Regions from separate parts of the Zea mays genome. Here region 1 is linked to region 2. Evidence: chromatin contacts called from public Hi-C data. All regions are on one chromosome and are shown on one strand. Each heading gives the region's core, a stretch centred on a gene start, on an enhancer-like site or on the middle of the called end of the contact. The rest is flanking DNA. Distances are from core to core; before and after follow the strand shown. Region 1 holds the start of LOC100282003. Region 2 holds the start of LOC103627688 (aluminum-activated malate transporter 9).

Region 1 (2,700 bases), core at 137-2,636, 170 kb before region 2:
TTTTTTGGACCCTGTTTATTTCATCACCCTGAACGTCTTAAACTGCTGCGGGCCTGCGGCGTTCTTGATAATGGCCAGTTTGCATGCGGTGTCACGGCTACGGCTAGTATGGTGTAAATCAAAGACTTGACTTAGCTATCTCCAATAGCTGCACTATCTTATCATCTATCTCATCATCTATTTTAAAGTTTATTTTGCAAATAGTGTTATCTACAGTGTAAATTTTCTATGTACACGGTGTGCCGTGGACATCCTTAGGGCTGTAAATATGTTACTAGAGCCATCATGGATCTCTGATCCGTCGACAGTTTGACACGAAGGTTGCCATGCAGGCAGCAGCAACAATAATAATCCTTCGCGTCCACGGCAAGTTTACTCAAAAGGTGGATTTTGCAGCAACGCAATGAGGACTTGGCTGCCATTTTAGGTCCCTGATGATAAAGCTTGCATCTGGACTATAGAGAACCTTTTTGCACGATTCAATATTCATATCCACATGCTAGTAGCTGGCATTGCTAGATTCAGATCGCAGGACCCACTTTCGCTGAGACGAGACCAACTGAACTGTTTGTAACCGGAAGCTAAAGATAACTGGATTTTGCTTTCGGTTTCAGGCATTCAGCTAATCCTCGCAACTCGGCGGCGGATGCAGGCTCTAGCTGATCAGCCCGTTCGGGCCATATGCGTTGGGAGATGCGCCTGCGAGCACATTAGAAGTTGGGTTGAGGAATCACTCTATTTAACATTCTATTAACATGAGGTGTTGTATCATAAATGTATTCCTTAAAATTTAATAGGATGATTCTATTTCTCGTAACTAACTGACTAACTATGAGGAATTAGATGGTAATAAATTAACTTATATTATTTCACAAATCAAATAAAAAAAGATGATTGAACTAGCTTATTCGTAAAATCAAATACCCTGTTAGAGGTGTTTGGTTTAAATAGTCACTGAGTTCAAAATGAGATAGTGCATAATAAGTTCATCCTTAAATTTGATGGTACCAACTAACTACCTACGAGTAATAAGGTGGTGATGAATCAACTCTTTTCGCTCCACAAACCAAACAAAAAAGTGAGTGAGAAGATGACTCATTCCTCGAACCAAACACCATGTTACTTTCCGGAGTGCTCTACGACCACATCTCAATTTTTTTTTTGTTTCGTCCCTACGCTCGATCGCTCGCGCCCACCGACTAGCCAGGTTTAATTAGCGCGGCTGGCTGTGCTGCCTGTGCATGCATCACCAGCACACCGCGCCACTACCGGAGCGCCGGTTCACGCACCCACACTACTCTCGCCTCGTCTGCACGACTGCACCCGCCTTGGCCAAGGCGGAACGCGCTATAAAAAGCAGCGCCGCCGCGCGAGCTCTTGCTACTGTGTGGTGCAAGTGCAACCAATCTGATCACCCAGTCGTCCCTTCCAATACCCGGTGCGGTGATGATGATGGCTCGGGGAAGAGGTGGTGCGATCGGCGGCGGCGGCGTCATCGCGTTGGTGCTCCTGGTCGGCCTCTTCGTGGCGACGAGTGCCCCGCCGGTCGCCGAGGCGGCGGCGTCGTACATGGTCGGCGACTACGGCGGGTGGAAGTTCAACGTCGACAGGTGGGCCAAGGGGAGGACCTTCCGCGCCGGCGACGTGCTCGGTACGTAGTACATATATATATCGACAAGCTGTTGTTCCTCCGCGCGTATATTCTCTGCCTGTGCCCCTCCCTTACGCGTGCGGCGTGCCGTGACGATCGGCGGGCGGCGGCATGCCGGCATTGTGCGCGCGCAGTGTTCAGCTACAACCGTGCGGTGCACGACGTGGCGGTGGTGAACGCGGCGGCGTACCGGAGCTGCGCGGTGCCCAACAAGGGCGCGAGGGTGCTGCGGAGCGGGCGCGACAAGGTGAGGCTCGGCAGAGGCACGCACTACTTCGCCTGCACCGTGCGGGGACACTGCCAAGCCGGCATGAAGCTCGCCGTCAGGGCCGTGTAGTAGTCCCGCCTGGCAACGGCGGCCACGCCCAACTTCCAGAGTCCAGATCCATCGATCCATGCCTCAGGTCGGCTGCGTGTGGGATCCTGAAAAATCTAGACCTCCTAGCTATTTTGCGTTGCTTAGTTAATCTAATGGCGAGCTATCTTGTCGTGTGTTCTGTGTACGTTTATGGCCCTTTTGTTGATGTTCTTGGGTTATGCTATGCACGAGTAGTACACATGTCCAAATGGGCTGGTCTGACAGTGGGCCTGTCATCCGGCACAGTCGTGACCCGGCATAAGCATGGCCTGACCCGACTAAAACGGTACTCGGATTGGCCTGCCCGATAGCTGTGCCGGGCTTGGGCCGGCCGTCTAGCCCACGATGCAGGCATGAATCTGGTCCGGTTAAAGGGTAGGCACGATAACGGCTCGATTGAGGAACTGATTTTATAACAACCAGTATATTTTTATCTACAATACTCATGATTCTGTTATTATGTGATGTTATTATGTGAGAGCATTCAGAATTGTGATATATGTTTATATATATATATATATATATATATATATATGAAATTATTTGTCTAATTATGTATCTAAAATTATAAATATAACTAGGTATGTGCCCGTGCGTTGCAACGGCACACAAAATATTCAAATTAAACACATGTGAAACTATTTTGGTACTTTTCTCACAAAGACAGAAATACCTAAAGTTGTGTAATCTG
Region 2 (2,700 bases), core at 8-2,507:
ATTATACACTTAGTGATCTCAGCAATTTCCAGTACTCACCAACTACAAAAGTGCTTATGATGAGGACCAACATGTCATATTTTCCCATTTGTGCCGCTAGCTCAGCGACCAATAGAGCAAGGCCCCCTGCAATAAGAGTACCCAATCCCCTGTTGAACCCTTTGCTCAAAGTTGCACCTGTTTAACATTAAAAAACCGAGTTAGAGATTGAATATGTAAAAATAAACAAGTAAAACATGTTTTCATTTATGTGAGGTTGTTCAGACTCATGGAATATGGTAATGACTAATGAGTATGTCCTAGTAGCATATAACTCTATCAAACATAGCTGCAAAGGTTAGCAAACATTGTGACCTGACCATATATCTTCCTAGAGGGATTTTTTAAAATGATCTTCATAGAGGGAATTTGACATGGTTCAGTCATGCACCGAGATTTCGAATCGACGGCGACGGCGACGACTAACGGTTTCGGGAAAGAGAGAGGAAACGTCGGCGATCGCGAAGCAAGGGTGCAGCAACGTACCGATGCTGAACTCGAACACGACGACGACGGTGAGTATGGCCCATACAGAATGGCTGGCGATATCGCTGGGCTCGCGGAGGAAGACGAGCAGCGTGATGAGCGCGAGCGCCACGGCAACCTTCGCCGCGAACACGGGCTTCCGCGGGTCCTTGCGCGCGAACTCCCACATCTCGACGACCAGCGAGCGCACCGCCCTGGCCGCCCGCCGCAGGCGCCCCACGACGCCCCTCGCGGAACCGTCACCCACCCCCCACGCCGCTTGCTCCCCGGCGCCACCGTCACCGTCGGCGACGCTCCAGTCGAGCCCTAGCAGCGGCTCCTGCGCCCCGCGCTGATCCGGCGTCGATCGCAGAGTCCCCAGATGTGGCGGCAGCGGCGGCAGGCCCGCCGGCAGCGCCCCCATTGCCTCGACAAGAGATCGCGCGGCCGCGGCGCAGGGCGGGGCGTGCCTTATTTTCTCTCCGGCCCCGCTACAACGTACGCGGCGGGCGCGGTTAGGTCCGCAGTCCGCTACGATACAGGATGCGCGCGCATCGATCGGAGGAGAGTTGGGGTGCTCGGGAGCTCCTGTTTTATCGGAGTTTGGTTTCGTCTCAGGTGGTTCAGGGTCCGGATTCGTTTCCGAATGGTACACAGCAGCGAGCAGCCGAGCACCAGCGATGGCGAGGCGCGGCCTAAACCGAGTCTTGCGCCCCTCCACACGGGACGACGTGACACAGAGGCTGCTGTCTTTGTGCTCTGAGCTCTGAATTTACTGAACTCTGATGAAACCAAGCCGTGGCCGTGGCCGTGGCCGTGGTCGTCCGTCGTCGACTCGCCGTGTGACTCACGAGGCCACGACGGCATCGCGCACGGAACTCGGGATCACATAATACGGCCCGTAGAATTTTCTTGGCCCGCGGAAACCATTGAATTGATGGCCCAGAACGCACGAGCCTGCTAAACCTCCTGCCCTAGTCTCCTCTCTGTCTCACAGCACAGCCCCTGCTTTCCCCCCACCGTCCCACGGCCGCCACGCCGCCACGCTTCTTCTTCCCTTTCCCGTCCAACCTCCAACCCTGCCGGCTGCCGCGGCGGCGGATTAACACAATACCTTGGCGAGAGACGTAATAGTTTCTGAACTCACCGCGCTACGCCCGATGTCGGAGACGGCGGCGCCGATCGGCCTGTCATGGGCTCCCAAGCTTCCTTCCTTTGCAACGACCAGCGGCGGCAGCAAGATCGACCACGCGCCGGATCCGAGCACCGCGCAGGGCTCGCTCTGGAAGCGCACGAGCGAGCTCGTGGACGGGCTGTTCGTGCCCCCGAGGGACCCTAGGCAGCTGAATAAGCTGGCTAGGAAGAACGTCAAGGACACCGCCGGCAAGGGCTGGTCAGTTTTTTTTTTCCGGAATTTACCCTTGTTTTCATGATTGATTGCGACCGCATGGTAGGCCTCATGTGCGCTTTGCTGCTGCATTTCTCAGGTTCGACATGCCCGCGCCGACCATCACTCCCGAGTTGAAGAAGGATCTCGAGATTTTGCAGGTGTGGTGTTACTCCTATTCAGTTACCTTACTAGCTGTAGGATGCCATAATAGCCTGTAAAACGGATTAACGGACAATATGCTGTCAAGAAATTCGGGACCAACGTATGATAAAGCAAGCAAAACATACCTGTGCAGCTGCCCTTGGATCAGTGTGTAGGAGACTAGTAGGGCGAACATGGAGAGCAGTTTACTGCAACCATCTGACAGTGTAACCATCTGATCGAAGCTCTTTTACTTTTGCAAGAAAGAACTGGAATTGTTTTACTTGAGATTCAAGCAGTGTTAGATGTGCCTATCTCAACTCAATTGGTATTCTGTGTTTAGTGATCCTGGTTTATCCTTTGGGATGCTTATGTGATAGTATGGTTGCCATCTGTTTTTGCAGCTGAGGCATGTAATTGACCCAAAAAGGCACTTCAAGCGGGCAGGAAAGTCCAAGGCCCTTCCCAAGTACTTCCAAGTAAGTAGAGTAATCACCATAATGCAGATTTATTCAGCATTTTTTATCAATCCTTATATGTGGAAATCTTTATCTAGCTCTTCTGTAGCTGACGTACTGAATATTTCAATGTTGGCTTTAGGTTGGTACGGTTGTTGAGCCTGCATCTGAGTTCTACTCAAGTAGGCTGAAAAATAGGGAACGCAA

The links. A called contact is a pair of places that touch in the nucleus more often than the background predicts.
Region 1: a Hi-C map of tassel shows a contact between it and region 2, with 5 times the contacts expected there. The contact joins the promoter of LOC100282003 here to the promoter of LOC103627688 in region 2. A contact is called at or near these places in 5 of 25 Hi-C or Micro-C datasets (ear, leaf, root tip and 1 more).

Annotation. Positions count from the first base shown.
Region 1 is chr5:212,984,372-212,987,071 of Zm-B73-REFERENCE-NAM-5.0, reverse strand. It overlaps LOC100282003, which reads left to right and starts at 1,386. Exons shown (of 2, transcript NM_001154917.2): 1 at 1,386-1,651; 2 at 1,786-2,453. The coding sequence starts at 1,447. The coding sequence ends at 1,988. It also overlaps the pseudogene LOC100193351 and a transcript of LOC100191279 not described here.
Region 2 is chr5:212,812,592-212,815,291 of Zm-B73-REFERENCE-NAM-5.0, reverse strand. It overlaps LOC103627688 (aluminum-activated malate transporter 9), which reads right to left and starts at 1,257. Exons shown (of 6, transcript XM_008647981.3): 1 at 526-1,257; 2 at 40-177. The coding sequence starts at 928. It overlaps LOC100276488 (Fcf2 pre-rRNA processing protein), which reads left to right and starts at 1,467. Exons shown (of 5, transcript NM_001150262.1): 1 at 1,467-1,897; 2 at 1,992-2,052; 3 at 2,440-2,514; 4 at 2,636-2,700. The coding sequence starts at 1,665.